Linked DNA regions of Mus musculus: region 1 is linked to region 2. The links are chromatin contacts, called in public promoter capture Hi-C maps. All regions are on one chromosome and are shown on one strand. The core of a region is the stretch at or near the end of the contact, and the rest is flanking DNA. Distances in the headings are between cores, read along the strand shown.

Region 1 (7,721 bases), core at 67-2,566, 86 kb before region 2:
TCAACTATTTGGAAGGCCGAGATGGCAGGTTACAAGATCAAAGCCAACCTGGGGAAGTTAGTGAGAACCTGTTACACAGAGTAAAAAGAGGGTGTGTGTGTGTGTGTGTGTGAGTGGGGAGTATAACTCAGCAGTAGGGGGCATGCACAAGGCTCTAGTTCAGTCTTCAAAAAGAAATCCTGGGCTTTCCTATGAGGCGATGAGCTCATGTGTCCCAAGCTGTCTTCCTATTAAGTAAATCATGGGACTCTTCCTTTCTTTTTTTTTTCAAGACATGGTTTCTCTGTGTAGTCCTGGCTGTCCTGGAATTCTCTCTGTATAGACCAGGCCTAGAACTCGGGAGATTCACCTGCCTCTGCTTCCCAGAGTGCTGGTTAAAGGCGTTGTGTCACCGCCCACACCACACAATTTCCCCAGCCCCAAGCCACACTCTCCCTTCATAGCTCTTCACCTTTCTTCTGACACCCTCTGCTCGATCCCAGGCTTTCTTCACCCTATCCCCAGCACTGATCCGGTGGCCGACTGGTGCGGCCGGGAAGCCTATGTGTAGTGGTCGTCTTGCCCTGCTCTAGCAGCAGCGTCTCCGACTGATCCCAGGGGTGGCTGCACACACTGTAGGTGAAGGTCAGGCTGGTGAGAACCAGGGCATCTTCCAGAGAGAGGCCTCTTCACTACCCCAACATGGAGGGGTAGGGCTTGTTGCTGACTGCCTGGCTGTATCTTCACCTCTTCCCAGATGGAATTCACTGATTTTCTTTAGTCTTCCTCCAGGCTCTGTACACTCCTATCTGCTCTATTCCCTTTCGGAATTCAATTTCTGGACCACCATGCTCCTCTTTGCCTTCTCCTGCGGCCAGCCTCCCGCCCTTCTTTCCCTCCCCTTTCCACCTCCGGATCACCTACACTGCTTCCTAGAAAGCCTCCCATCCCGGACCTCTGCGGCCACAGCTGCCTCTACCCTTCCCCTCCAGCTACGAGGCTCGCCAAGCTTGGACCGCGACACCCCCCTCCCAGGAGGCCGGGGTGGGGTGGGGTGGAGTGGAGTGGCTTCAGCCCAGGCCACCCTCCGCACCTCAGTATTCCCTGTCTGGACTGGCTAGGAGCTTGCGGGAGGCACATGGGGGCACTCCCCCTGGGAGCTCAGCGCCAAGACCGCCTTGCCGGCCCTCCTGACCCTAGATCCTGCGCCGTTCGTTCGCTCACCGAGTGACTTCATGTAGTCATCAAAATTCTTGCTGTCCACTAGCTTCCAGGTACCGACAAAGGCGTCCGCCATGGTGCGATGAGTGAGGAGGCGAGCAGGCACTGAGAACCGCAGCTCCCGGCTGGACAGCCTCTTTAAATAGCCCTCGCATCACATGATGAAAGTGGCCCACACCCCTCGCTCCCGAAATAGGAAGCCGGGGCTTGCACTCCCGCAAAGGGCTGGGGCCCATCCCCCACAGCCCTCCCGTCGCCTACGTCAGCGGCGCCCGCGGTCCTGTTGGTGCCATCTAACCCATCCCTGGCCTGGCTGCGGGGCGCTTCCCGCAACCCAAGTAGAGCATCCCCCGGCCATACTGAAAGGAAACTCGCCCTTGAGCTGGTGCCACGCTGGAGAAACGCCGCTTGATCCTTCTGCCGCCTTGTTTTTTAATTCGCTGTGGTTTTATTCTTATATTGTGTATGCTCGTGTAGGCGTACTTATGGGGAAGGGGTGGGAGACTGGGGCGTTCGTTGTAACTCGCGGGAGTCCCTTCTCTGCTTCCACCGTGTGGGTCCCACGTATCAAACTGGGGTTGTCAAGGCTTGACAGCAAGGGCCTTTACCCAAAAACCCATCTCAACGGTCCTATGTCCTCTTCTTGTAGAAGAGGCTCAGAGGCTCGGAGAGGAATGACGCGGTCGCCGTAAGTAAAAAAGAATTGGAGCCTGGACAGAGAGCATGGTCTAGTGGCCTTTGAGCCCTCTTGCTCCTACCAGACAAGTGGAAAAGAGTTGCCTTGGACACCGCGGATGGCTGAGCTGCCCAGCGCCTCACCTGCTGGCGGAGAACGTGACCTTGCTTCCCTCATGCTAGCCCCACACGTGCTAGCCCCTCCCTGCGGAATGTCTCCCGCCTGCGCCTTTCTCCGCAGTCCCACCCGTCGCCGCTGCCTGAAAGCGCTTCAGGCTTTATTTACTGACCTCTGAGCTTGTGCCAGGGTCGTTCTTCACTCCGCGAAGACAATTTGTCTATTCAGAGGGTTCTTCCGGCCTCGGCCACCTTAACTCCCGGAAAGCCGCGACCCTCTGCTGAAGTCAGTTTTTTCCCCTGACTTCTGCCACTAGACTGCTTGTCACCTTAAAGTACGTTATTAAATAAGACCCGACTATTGATGGTTGTAGCCTACTTCAGGGCATGGTCACACTCAACTTTTTCGTTGGTAGGTGGTATCATCCCCTTTTTACAGGTGAGTAAGGGAACCTCAGTGGAGCCTATTCCTTAGTTCAGCAGTTTCTGTTTAATTATTACCAAGTCAGCATCTCAATGTGTAGCAGGGGTTGACCTTGAACTAAAGATTCTCCTGCCTCTGTCTCCTGGGTTACAGCTGTGTGCCGCTGCTCTGGCTTGAGCCAACAGTTAATACGGCACCTGCACCTGGAGGCAAGAGATTCCTGAGTTGGGGGCCAGTCTGAGCCAAGGCAAGATACTCTCTCAAAGTAAGCTCCTGGTTTGTGCGGGCCCTGCTTTGGAGAAGTCCACATGGATCAAGGTACAGGCTAAAGTACTCCCTCTGGGAGTGACTCTAGGAGGGACCTGTCCTGACTTGGGGATTCAGAGGAAGAGGGACATAAATGAATTTCTGAGCTCTCTACACGGGACGGAGTGGTAAGCACAGAACTTTGGCCTCTAGAAGGTTGTGCAGGGTAGTCATTCCGGAACGGTTACCAGAGCTCTGGAGCCTGACCAGTATACCTGCAGTGTGGTGAGGCCTCCTTCCTGGGCCTCTGTCCCCGTGGAAGTTCCTTTCTCCCACCCATGGGCTGTTCTGGGAAGGAGGCCAGTGAGGAAAAGTCCTCTCACCCCTGTCTTGATTCCTTTGGAGAGTCTAGTTGCCAAAAGGCTGAGAGGTCCAATTCTGCCAAAGCTACAGGGACGGGCCTCAGGGCTGGGCCTGGAGCCCTGGTGACCTCAGCGATAGAGCAGGTGCCAAGGGAGGGAGGGCATGGGATGGTTTCTGATTCAAGGTCACAGGCTTTAGGCAAGGAGCCTCTTCTCTCAAAGCCTGAGAGGCCTGAGACCCAGGGACCAGAGCAGTCTGCTTACATGGAGTGTGGAATGTAGTGCTGGAGATCTGGGGCTGGCGGACAGCTGCTGGCAAAAAGATCTGTGTTCTAGACCCGATCACAGCTATACTAGCCATGCCATGTGGTCTTGAGCAGTTCACTTAAGTCACTTGGAATCAGTTTCATCTTTGAAATGGGAGATATTTGGAAATCATTAGAGAAAATACATTAAAAACTCTGGTTTTGTTTTTTTTGTTTTTGTTTTTTTTTTTTTTTGACAGAATCTCTTTATTTAGCCCTGGCTACCCTGGAACTTACTATGTGGACCAGGATAGCCTCAAACTCAGAGATCTACTGGCCTCTGCCTCCTGAGTGCTGGGATTAAAGTCATGCACCATCACCTGGCCCTGATCTTCTTTCTTTTCTTCCTCCTCTCCCTTCTTCTTCTTCTTCTTCCTCCTCCCCCTCCCCCTCCCCCTCCCCCTCCTCCTCCTCCTCCTCCTCCTTTTCCTTCTCCCTAAGACTGGGTCTCTCTATGCAACCCTGGCTATCCTGGAACTCACTCTGTAGACCAGGCTGGCCTCTGCCTCCCAAATGCTGGGATTAAAGGCGTGCACCATCACCTAGCCAGTTTGCTTTCAAGAATAGCCACTGAAAGGAGATAAGATAGCTCAGTGGGGTAAGGTGCTTACCATGCACACATTCAGCACCCACATAAAAACCAGGTATGGTTGTTCATGCTGTAACCTCAGCACTGAACAGGGCACACAGACAGGTGGATCCTGGGTAAGGGTGCTTGCTGGTAAGTCCATGTAGCAGAAATGGCAGGCTCCTAAGTTCAGTGAGAAGCCCTGTTTCAAAAATAAAGTAGGCAAGAAAAAGAACAAAACCTTTAACCTCTTTAATTCTATCCCCGAGGAAGTAGGAAGTAGGAAGCCAGGGCTGCTAATGAGACCCTGTCTCAAGAGAATGGTGGAGAGTGACAGAAGACACCTGTCACATCTGGCTGATGTTTACCCCTACAGCCTTGAAGGGCAGCCAGGTCTTAGGCTTCAGGGCCGTAAGACACGGTGCTGACTATCCTGTGTTCTTGTGCTGAGCCCTGCCTGAGCTGAGCAGCACAGGATCTTGAATTGAGACCTTGAGCTATAGACCTGTGCAAAGCGCTGGCCTGGGCCACGAGGATTGATCCTCAGCCACACCCTCTTTCCTTCTGCTAGGTTTATTGTTGTTGTTGTTGTTTGTGCGCATGACCGTTGGGTGTGAGCTGCAGGCATGAGTGTGTGGAGGGCAGAGGACAACTTTCAGGCTTCTTCTTTCCTTTTACTCTGGGTTTTGGGACTAGAACTCAGTTCATTAGGCGCTCACAGCAAACACATTTATCCACTGGACCTCCTGCATGCTAGGCAAATGCTTTCCCATGAAGATCTATATCCCCATCCCTCAGTTATTTTTGTTTGTTTGTTTGTTTGTTTGTTTTAATTTGAGCAGGATCTCACTTAGTTGCCCAGGCTGGCCTTGAACTTACGCTATAGCCCAGGTAGGCTTTGCCTCAGTTTTCCCAGGCTTGCACCACTTGCTTCAGCTCATTCTCCCTTCCAAGTGTGTACGGCTCACACTTCCTTCTCTGAGGGAATACATTCAACTTGCCCCGGTTATGCTCCTTACACCAGAAGCTGGGGGTGGGTCTCGTCTCTTTCCTCACCCTTCTAGCCTCTCATAGATCCAGATGTGGCTATCACATCTGGCAGGCATCCGTGCCCTTCAAGAGCAGCATCTCCCCCAGTCTTCCCCCTATAGTGATTCTATGTTTCCATGACAACCACAGGCTGGGCCTAGGAAGAGGAGAGGTGAGTAACCAGGAGGGAGCCCTGGGATGGGCTGTAGCTCTGGCTGATCTGTGGCCCCTGGGGGAGGGGGAAGAGGAAGCACCCGACTCAACTCATCTCCAGCTGCTTCAGGGGGAGGGGCCTTCCTGCCATCTTGATGCCTCTATGTGTGAGTGTCCACTAGCTTGGGGAAGAACCTAGAGGTAGAGGCCAAAGAGACTGAGCCAGGGCTCCACCAACCCAGAGATGCAGATGCTCCTTCTGCACTTCCCTACTCCATACAACAGGGAGCTCTTCTGGCGTTGGTGGTATACGGCAGTCTGTTAGTGCCTGCCACAGCGAGTCTGAGCTTTCTCCACTGCTCTGCCACCCCTCTTAGTGAGTGGCATGTCTGCTTTTGGAAAGAGGACTGCTTGGTGCATCCCAGACCTGCCTCTTACTGTGTAGAACACTGAGGCAAGCCTCTTGACCCCCAGTCTCCTTTCCCCTCATAAAGGAAGGCCTTCAAATTCTCAGAGCTTGAGCCTAGGAGTATAGCTCACTGACAGAGCATTTGTCTGGCCTAAATGAGGCCCTGGGTTTGATTCTTACATTGGAGGAGGTGGGGGAAATGAACATAAATAAATAGAAATCCCAACATATTAATATTCAGTGGATAGAAATTTCCTTTATTTCTCTTGTCCAGTCGTAAAGTTACTTTACGACTCTGAGTCAGAAGGAAAGGATCTATAGCGTTTCTCACTGAGGCCATATAGCCGGCTTTAGATACTGTGACTAAGTTCCCTCATCTCTGCATTTCTCTCCTCTAAATAGTCCTTTTAAAACTGTTACTTGAGCCGGGCGTGGTGGTACACGCCTTTAATCCCAGCACTCGGGAGGCAGAGGCAGGCAGATTTCTGAGTTCGAGGCCAGCCTGGTCTACATGAGTTCCAGGACAGCCAGGGCTATACAGAGAAACCCTGTCTCAAAAAACCAAACCATACCAAAACAAAAAACCCGTTACTTGAGCTGAGCTCAGCAGGGATCCAAGCGAAAAATGGAGACAGCAACCAGAGGTGAGCGCACGCCCACACAGCGTAGGGGAACATCGGCAGTGGGGCACGGCGGAGGGAATGTTCCTTCTGCCACGAGGAAATCTGTTTCCCTGTTCCTCAAGAGTTCTAGAGAAGTGACAATAAAGGCGTACAGGTGTACTCAATAGTGCGTGCTTCTGAGAAACCGCAGCCAGTGGCAGATGCTCAGAAAGAGGACAGTGCCTTTCCCTGTTCAGGGAGACCCAGCTCAGAGACGAGGGACACTGTGTCTTCCAGGAAATAATAGCCCATCTCTTGGTGGCTCACATAATAAAACCCAAACACATTGGCCTGCTCTCTCCCTCTCCCTCTCTCTTCCCTCCTTTTTCTAGTTTAATAAAATCCTGTCATAAGAAGAGTGTTTAGGAGCTGGAGACATGGCTCAGCCGTTGAGAGCACTTGCTGCTCTTACAGAGGACCCAGGTTCAATTCCTGGCAACCACATGGCAACTCTGTATGTTACCCCAGTTCCTGGTGATCTGACACCATCACACAGACATGCATGCAGGCAAAACACCAGTGCATATAAAAATGAAAGTCACTAAAAATAAAAAGAAGAAGAAGAAGCCGGGCGTGGTGGCGCACACCTTTAATCCCAGCACTCGGGAGGCAGAGGCAGGCGAATTTCTGAGTTCGAGGCCAGCCTGGTCTGCAAAGTGAGTTCCAGGACAGCCAGAGCTATAAAGAGAAACCCTGTCTCGAAAAACCAAAATAAATAAATAAATAAATAGAAGAGGAGTGTCTGGCAGGAAGTCGGGCTCACATATTGAGAGGCTGAACGCTTGAACGAGCGAGCGAGTGAATCTAGCTATTGTCAACATACACCCACTCTAAAACAAAGAAGAGGTGATTTATTCTACATTGGCTATGACCAACCACGGTCCTGGGAACATGGATTCAGCTTATCCCAGATAGCATAATGGGCTTTTCATGTTTTTCAATGTATTTTTCTCTGTGTGTGCATGTTACCATCCATCCACCTTCTTGAGTTAGTTCCTCTATTGCTGTGCTGTGTTCTCCAGGCGAGGTGGTCCTGATGGCTTCAGGTTGGTTTCTTGTCTCTGCCTCTGTCTTATTATACTGGGATTTACTGATGGACTCTGCCGTCAGACTTGCAGTACAAAGGCATTTACCCGCCGAGCCGCCTCCTTAGCCCTATACAGACCCGGGATAGTGTGATAGTCACAGAACAAAAGAAAGACCTAAGGAGGAGCCAGTTGCCAAGTCGAAGGGGTGTGGCCGAAGATGAGAAGCTCTGGCTGCCCTCAGGTGCTGTCTGATAACATTCTCTGGTGGAAGCTGGTGGTCAGCTGATTGACTACATTCCAAGAGATTTTTCCAGATAGTTGCAAGGAGGTTAGGGACTAAAAACAATCCCTAGGTATTCTGAGCTCTGGGTCTGTAACATTCCAACCCTCCTCAGTCACCAGGTTCTGATGGCTCCGTCATCTGCACGGGTGTGGCTTTTTAGGGCACTTGAGCTCAACATAGCACTCTAGCTATGGGGGCCATAGAGGGAGGCTGTTGTGCAATGGACCAGCTCCGGGACCTCGTGACCTCCCTGGGTCTTG
Region 2 (7,789 bases), core at 952-3,451:
TGTATGTGGGTGTGTATGTGTGTCTCAGGCTGGAGTATTCTGCAGCAGTGGGCATCTAGATAGTAGTATTGGCCCTAAGGTCCTGCATGGTTATTATTTCACAAACTCATTCTTCCTCTTGTCTTCTGAGGTCCCATTTTCCAGATTTAAAAACAAAAAACTGAAGCTCAGAACAGTCAACAGATACACCCACTGTCACATTTTTAGAGTAGGAAGGCAGATTTTGCCATCTGCTATCTTGAGGAAGGAGGACCACAGAAGGGCTGCAGGGAGGAGACAGACTGTAGGAAGAAACCAATGGATAGGTTCATCTCTGGGTTAAGGCCAAACATGTCTCTAGCTTTCCTGTGATAAGGGGACCTGGGCCCTTCCATCAATGGCCAGTGGTATACCCACTCTGTCCTGAGAGGGAGGGTGTAATATAAAGGATAGATGAGATTCAGTTATTTTTTGCTGAAATAATGTTTGGACTTACTTGGGTTGTAGCTTGAAGGTGGAGTGTAAGCCTTCATAAAGTGGTAACTGACATCCTAAAGCTGATCCTGTCCCAAGGTGGTGGTTTCATCCTCGGAGGGACCTCAGGTCACAGGCCTTAGAGGCTCTCAGGGAAAGAGAGGGTTAGGAGAGGTAGGTGGGACAAGTTGGAGCGACATGGACAAGTTTACCATCCCACTTAAGTAGGTATCAGACAGCAAGAGTTGCCATGAGATCCCAGCACACTCTTCAGCCAGCTGGGCCACCTGATACTAGAGTTTGGGGGTTTCAATTCTACATCAAGGCTTACCTGCTCTATAGTGTGACTTGGACATCTCTAGGGAAGAAGGGAAAGGGTTTCTGGGCTCTCCTGCTTTTGAAGGTAGCCAGTGCTTGCTTTCCATAGGCATCCCCATCTACCCTGAACACCTGTCAGTGCACACCTTGGAAGGTGTGATCCCGCCTGAAGGTTGGGGCTGAAGGTGGGTTTCCTGTACCCTGAGATCTTGTTGGGACTGGATTTCCTCAAAAATATTGCCCTAAAACCCAGATAGCAACATCGTCTGGGCTCTCTGAAAAAGAGAAAGTAGGTCATGATGGCCATAGGATGAGTCATGTGGAAAAGGGTCATGAACACAGTCCCTACTATAGACCAGAAGCTGTGGGGTGGTGAGCTGTGATAGGCAGCCTGGTCCCTGGTTGAGCTCAGGCTTAAAACCCGGGTGACCCAGCAGGTGACTGTGCCTGCAAGGAAAGGCAGACTTTTGGCCACACCCCTTAGGCTCCTGTCTCCTGTCACGTAGCTACAGCCTCTCATAGCCACCCCCCTCCCCCCATACCCCCTACCCCCACCCCTCTGCCTCGGAGAGGTCTGTGGCCATCAGTCATGTAGGAGCAGCACCAAGCCCTCCCACATGCAGCTCTCAGGCCAAGCCAATGAGAAGAACCTGCTGTCAGACCCTGACCCACCCCACAACTGTATATAAGAACCCTATCTAGGAGGAATAAAGGTGTGAGAACTACTCCATCATCTGAGAGCTTCTGTCATAAGAGCTGTAACACTGCCGCTTGGGAAGAAGTCTGCTCTCGAAGCATCACCTGAAGCTCCCCTGCACTCCTCACTGGCTAGTCAGCCTCTCCTTGGCCCAGCTCATCACCTTGGGGCCCAGCAGCTGGTCTTGAACAAGAGTTGTCAATCTTGGTAAAGAGGGAGGGTAATTCCCACCCCTTCTATTACTGGTCATTACTGGTACCCAAGAAGGCTTTCTGTTTCAGATTGGGAGGCCATCAGACCTGGCTTTCCCAGGGCCTCTTCTGGGTGAGTTCTGCTGTTCTTGTAGCTCTGCTTCCCTGACACTCAGGGTTTCACCCTCAACCAAGCCATCATCTGGGGCTGAAGTCATCTGCCTCCAGCTTTGCTGTATGGATGGCTGCCTTCCTGCACCTCTGTTTTAAGACATAAAAATACCAGAGTTCTAATCCTTTCTTTGCCAGACATGATTTCTGTGCATTCCTTTAATTCCACCCCTTTAATCTCTTTAATCCGATTTAGGGCCAGAGTAACTGAGTAACTGAGTAACTGAGTAAGGGATTAACTGGAGTAACTGAGAGAGCAACGGTGGAGACAGAGGTGGAGCCAGCTACAGCAGTGGAGGCAACAGAGACAACTCCTCCTTTCTGCTTGCATTCTCTCCTCTTTGCCTGAACCCTCGTACCCGGCTGGGCCAGAGATCTCTGTGGAAAGTCTCCAGTACACAGGCCCACAAGAAGCCCTGTGGCTGCTGGGGACCCCACTTTAGTCTGAGGGTTCTCTGGCTGTTCCAGGGAACCCCAGGTGCCACCAACTACTCAACCTGAGGCAAGTCCCTTTCTTTCCGTGTTGGACATAGGTCTCACTTCTAATCTCTTGTGACTGATCTAGAGTTGGATTCTGCCATTCTATTGCATCTCCATTTCTCATCTTGAGTGGGAGGGTGTGGGAAGGGGCCTGGAGGAGAGTCACACACTCTCTTCTGAGGGAATGGTTGCTGTGGCTTGCTTGTCATCTGCCATCAGTGGCTCAGGCCACGTGCTATCAGCGGTCTACTATAAAGCTTGAAAAGATCAGTAGGACTAGGTGGAGTTCATGGGACTTAATGGGACCCAGGCTTCAGTGACTTGGCTGTCCTAGCTATGGGAGGGACAGGAGGAAAAGACTGGGTCCACAGAGCTGTCCTTTCTATGGTGCCAGGACTGTGCCCAACAGACACCTCAACTAGAGTCTCAAGGATGAACACCCCCTCTGAGGTCAAGAAGGATCTGCTGGGAGTTGCAGAACACCTGAGGCCATCAGAGCCCATCACCTTGGGGCCAGGGGCATCTGCCTGGCAGCTGGTCTTGAAGAAGATCAAGGAGTTGTCCATCTCGGTAAGGAGGGAGGGTAATTCCCACCTCTTCCATTACTGGTCATTACTGCTGCCTGTTTCCTGTTTCAGATTGGGAGGCCATCAGACCTGGCTTTCCCAGGGCTGGGTGAGTTCTGCTGTTCTTGTAGCTCTGCTTCCCTGACACTCAGGGTTTCACCCTCAACCAAGCCATCATCTGGGGCTGAAGTCATCTGCCTCCAGCTTTGCTGTACGGATGGCTGCCTTCCTGCACCTCTGTTTCAAGATGTGAAAAGATCAAAGCTCTAATCCTTTCTTTGCCACACACGATTTCCTTGCATTCCTTTAATCCCAGCACTCAGGAGACAGAGGCAGGTGGATCTCTGTACATTCAAAGTCAGTCTGGTCTACATAGCAAGTTCCAGGACAGCTAGGGCTACATAGAGAGACCCTGTCTCAAAACAAAACAACGCCGGGTGTGGTGGCGCACACCTTTAATCCCAGCACTCGGGAGGCAGAGGCAGGTGGATTTCTGAGTTCGAGGCCAGCCTGGTCTACAAAGTGAGCTCCAGGACAGCCAGGGCTATACAGAGAAACCCTGTCTCAAAACAAAACAACAACAACAAAAAGAAAGAAAGAAAAGAATGAAAGAGAGAGAGAGAGAGAGAAGGAAGAAAGGAAGAAAGGAAGGAAGGAAGGGAAAGGAAGGAAGAAAGAAAGAAAGAAAGAAAGAAAGAAAGAAAGAAAGAAAGAAAGAAGGAAAGAAAGAAAGAAAGAAAGAAAGAAAGAAAGAAAGAAAGAAAGAAAGAAAGAAAGGAAGAAAGGAAGAAAGAAAGAGAAAGATAAAAATGAAAAAAGAAAATCAAATCTTCTCTTTGTTATATTCTTGCTGTGTGTCCTTGAGCCTGTTTTCCCTGGCCCTAAAAAAGAAGAAACAAGTTAGATGTGGTGGTATACACTTGTAATTCCAGCACCAAGGAGACAACAGCAGAAGCCTAGGCTATAATAGTAAGAGCTCATCTAAACAAACAAACAAACAAACAAACAAACAACAAAGTGAATTGCCAAGAAAGGAAAAGAAAGTCAGAGGAAGAGTAATGATTTCGTCATAAAGTGGAGAGGCCCTGAGGACCTAACCCATCCCCCATCTCCCTCTCTTGTCCTTGCCTAACAGGGCCGCCAAGATGCCTTCATGGTGGCTGACCTGGATGTGCTGGTCAGCCGCCATCGGACCTTCCTCCAGGCCCTGCCCAGAGTCCAGCCCTTCTATGCAGTCAAGTGTAACAGCAACCCCTGGGTGCTGCTCGTCTTGGCTGCCCTGGGCACCGGCTTTGACTGTGCCAGCCAGGTGAGCCTGTGCTAGCTTGCCAATCACCTCTCCACGGCCTGTCACTTTCTGGAGAAATATTGCCGATGGTCAGGAGTTCAGGAAGGGGGCACTCTGGCCCCCAAGATGGTACCGGGTGTGTTGAGGACTTGAGACTTTGTTGTTGCTGCTGTTGGTTTTCGTTTGTTCTAAGACTGAGGCTAACGTAGTCCAGGCTAGGTTAGAATTCACTCTGTAGCCGAAGATGAACTTCTGATCTCCCAGACACAGTTTCTCAGTGCTGATTGGACCCAGGGCTTTGTGCATGCTACACAAGCAAGATACCAACCGAGCTACAGCCCGTCCCTTCGGATGCTTTTTAATGAATAAATGAGCAGATTGCTACAGTCGGCCTTGTACTTAGCCATGTGACAAGACCAAACAGCCTGAACTAGCGAGCAGGTTCCTTCTTGGCATAGCCAAACACCCTTCTGAGCCTCAGTTTCTCCCGCTTTAAAATGGGACCAACACTTAGTGAAATCGAGGACATGACCATTTGTAGGAAGGGTTGAGAAGAAGGGTTTTACTATAGATATGGAGGGAGAGAGCAGCCAGGGTGTCTGGAAGAGTCCAGTCTGAGCATGGCCTGCAGAATAGGCCAGGCCATGAGAGGAGGGAAGGGGAGGAGGAGGAAGAGAGGAAGAGAAGAGAAAGAGAAGAGGTCAAGAGGACCAAGAGGGCACATGGGAACCAGGAGCATGTGTAGCCAAATCGCTGAGGTATATGGGAATCAGACGCTATGGGGAGAGAAGCAAGGCCCAGGCCCTGACTTGGAGAGGTTTAGGGAAGGAGGCAGAAGGAGAGGTCCCAGGAGAGCCTCAGGTACTGAGGGAGACTTGTCTGGAGTTTCTCTGGGACTTGATACTCTCCCAGTGAAGGGCTTGGTTCCACGAGGGGCTCCTTGGAAGATTTCCCACTAGTTCAGGCTAAGGTCCTGTCCCCAGAGAGTCAGGAAAGGTGGGAGCAGGGGGCAGTCCCAACTCTGGCTTTTTCCCCATGCCAGGGAGAGCTGGAACAAGTGCTGGGCTTGGGCGTGGCCCCCTCCAGAATCATCTTCGCCAACCCCTGCAAGGCCGTCTCCCACATCCAGTTCGCAGCCCGCTGTGGGGTGCAGCTTCTGACCTTCGACAATGAGGAGGAACTGATTAAGCTGGCCCGGTACCACCCGAGGGCTAGGTGAGATGGCAGACGTTCAACTGGAAACAGTAGGTCCGGTGACCCTGCCAGAGGGACCTGATCCTCAGCAGCCAGGCAGAAGGGGGCCCCAAGAAAACCTCTGGGCAACAAGAGTGAGTGTTGGATTGCAGGCACAAAGGTTCGGTCAGAAGGGCCAATGCCTTCTCTGGAACACATCAGTGTCAAGAAGACCTTGTCTCTGCATAGACACAGGACAGAGCCCAGCATGAGAAGGTCTGACATCCCGGATGACATAGGAAAAGTACTTATACCAGAGTCAGACCAAGGCTTACATTTCAGATTCATAAGCCATATGTTGTATAACATTGCTGATTCTTTTGTTTGTTTGTTTGGGTTTTGTTTTTGTTTTTGTTTTTTTAAACAGGGTTTCTCTGTGTAGCCCTGGCTTTCCTGGAACTCACTCTGTAGACCAGTATGGCCTCAAACTTATAGAGATCCACTACCTCTGCCTCCTAAGTACTACGATTAAAGGCCTGCACCACCACTGCCCAGCCTACACCCCTTGTTCCTTAGAAAGTCTTAACGATGCCATTCTATCCCGCTTGCACTCGCTTGGCAGAATTCTGTAAGCAGGAGGTACTTGCTCTTTGCTCTCTATGCTGAATAGTTGGGAGGAACTAGGCATGGATGGGTGGGAAGGTTGGAGGGTCTCAGAGTTCCTGTGCACCCCTGCTGTCCTCTCTCCTCCTCCAGGCTGGTTCTCCGGATACAGACCCTGGACAGTCAAAGCACCTTCCCTCTGCACACCAAGTTTGGAGCCCATCTGGAGGCATGTGGACACCTGCTCCAGGTTGCCAGAGAGCTGGGGTTGGCTGTGGTGGGGGCCTCGTAAGTGAGCACTGGCCTTCCCTATCTCCATTTTTATTTCTATCTCTAGGCAACCAAGGACTCTCAGGGACAACTCTGCTTTGTGTGTTTTCTAAGTCTAGAGGATGTGAGGCCTTGGGGACAAAATTGAAGTCAATATCAAAGAAATGTAACACTCCAGATATGTGACATTTTCAAACAGTATTTTTTTTTTAAAAAAATCAAAAAATGGGGCTGGAGAAATAAGCACTCATATTAAGAATTCATTTTAGGGGCTGGAGAGATGGCTCAGCAGTTAAGAGCACTAACTGCTCTTCCAGAGGTCCTGAGTTCAAATCCCAGCAACCACATGGTGGCTCACAACCATCTGTAATGGGATCTGATGCCCTCTTCTAGAGTACTGAAGACAGCTACAGTATATATATATTCTTTTTTAAAAAGATTTTAAAACAAAATCTCCATGACGACAAAGACTGGAATTTTAAATGAAGTCAGGAGTGGTGTAGCTGACCTCCTTTTGTCCCTTAGGGTCTAATCACCGTTACAGATCCATTCTAGGTCTGAAATGTTTACATTTCATTCCTCCTGGATACATGCATTCATTTTATTCTTTCTGAGAGCTGGGTGTGGGGACACACAGCTGGAATCCCAGGACTCAGGGAGGCAGAGGCAGGAGAGTAGTGACGTCAAAAGCAGGCTGGACAACGGAAGACCTGGTCTCCAAAAGGGGTAGGGATGGGCACATAGCTCAGTTGGTAGAGTGCTTGTCTGGTATGCACTGGATAAAACCAGCCATGGTACACATCCCATAGTCCAGCACTTCAGCACTCCAGAGGTGGCGGGTGAAGGGTCAGAAGTTCAAGGTCATCTTTGACTATATTACATGTTGGAAGCTACCTTGTGCTATATGAAGTGCTATCTTAAAAATTGCATTAGTTAGTTATATGCTTTATGGCCCCTTACATGTTTTTAAATTAATAATGTTTGAATTAAACTTTTTTACTTTTTTATATTTATTTTGAATGTGTGTGTGTGTGTTTGTGTCTGTGTGTGTGTCTGTGTGTGTATGTCTGTGTGTGTGTCTGTTTGTATGCACATACCATGGACAACTTTTAGGAATTAGTTTTCATCTCTCATCATGTGGGGTTCAAGAATTGAACTCAGGTCGTCGAGGTTAGCAGCGAGTGCCTTTACGCTCTGAGCCTTCTGGCCAGCCAGGTTTTGCATCTCATGAGAAAACCTCTAATCCCCTCTACCTGGTTACTCACGCAGTTTATCTTCGGAGGGCCGTGGGTTGTGGGGTTCTAATGACATGAGTTCTAGGTAAGAGAACAGGATCCCCTTCAACAGAGGCATTGGGCGTGAGCAGCTGGGAGAAAAATGTCACTCTGTCCTGAGCTCTGATTGGGTGACCATGGGATGTGTGTCTCTCTGAGGGTGATCTTGGCACTGACTGGCCCAGGTCTTAAAGCCCCTAGGTGGGTGTTCCCTGGTACATCTCTCTTCACACTGACTTCAGTCTCTACCTGTGTGTCTTCCACACCAATGGCCACGCTCAGCTTCCACGTGGGTTCCGACTGCC

What was found. Promoter capture Hi-C pulls out the DNA fragments that hold promoters and counts their contacts.
Region 1: a contact with region 2 is called in a promoter capture Hi-C map of stem cell-derived epiblast-like cells, with 4 times the contacts expected there. The contact joins the promoter of Fabp3 here to the promoter of Ldc1 in region 2. A contact is called at or near these places in 12 of 39 promoter capture datasets (the 3T3-L1 cell line, cranial neural crest, embryonic stem cells and 7 more), 1 of 115 datasets of contacts at active chromatin or transcription factors (embryonic stem cells) and 3 of 9 other capture datasets (adipose tissue, liver and pancreatic islet).

What each region holds. Positions count from the first base shown.
Region 1 is chr4:130,302,333-130,310,053 of GRCm38.p6, reverse strand. Fabp3 (fatty acid binding protein 3, muscle and heart) reads right to left here and starts at 1,316. Exons shown (of 4, transcript NM_010174.2): 1 at 1,204-1,316. The coding sequence starts at 1,276. It overlaps Gm10570 (a long non-coding RNA gene), which reads left to right and starts at 2,349. Exons shown (of 4, transcript XR_868203.3): 1 at 2,349-2,431; 2 at 2,570-2,734.
Region 2 is chr4:130,216,707-130,224,495 of GRCm38.p6, reverse strand. Ldc1 (leucine decarboxylase 1) reads left to right here and starts at 2,201. Exons shown (of 10, transcript NM_001034872.2): 1 at 2,201-2,332; 2 at 2,705-2,880; 3 at 4,012-4,185; 4 at 5,207-5,379; 5 at 6,094-6,228; 6 at 7,767-7,789. The coding sequence starts at 2,743.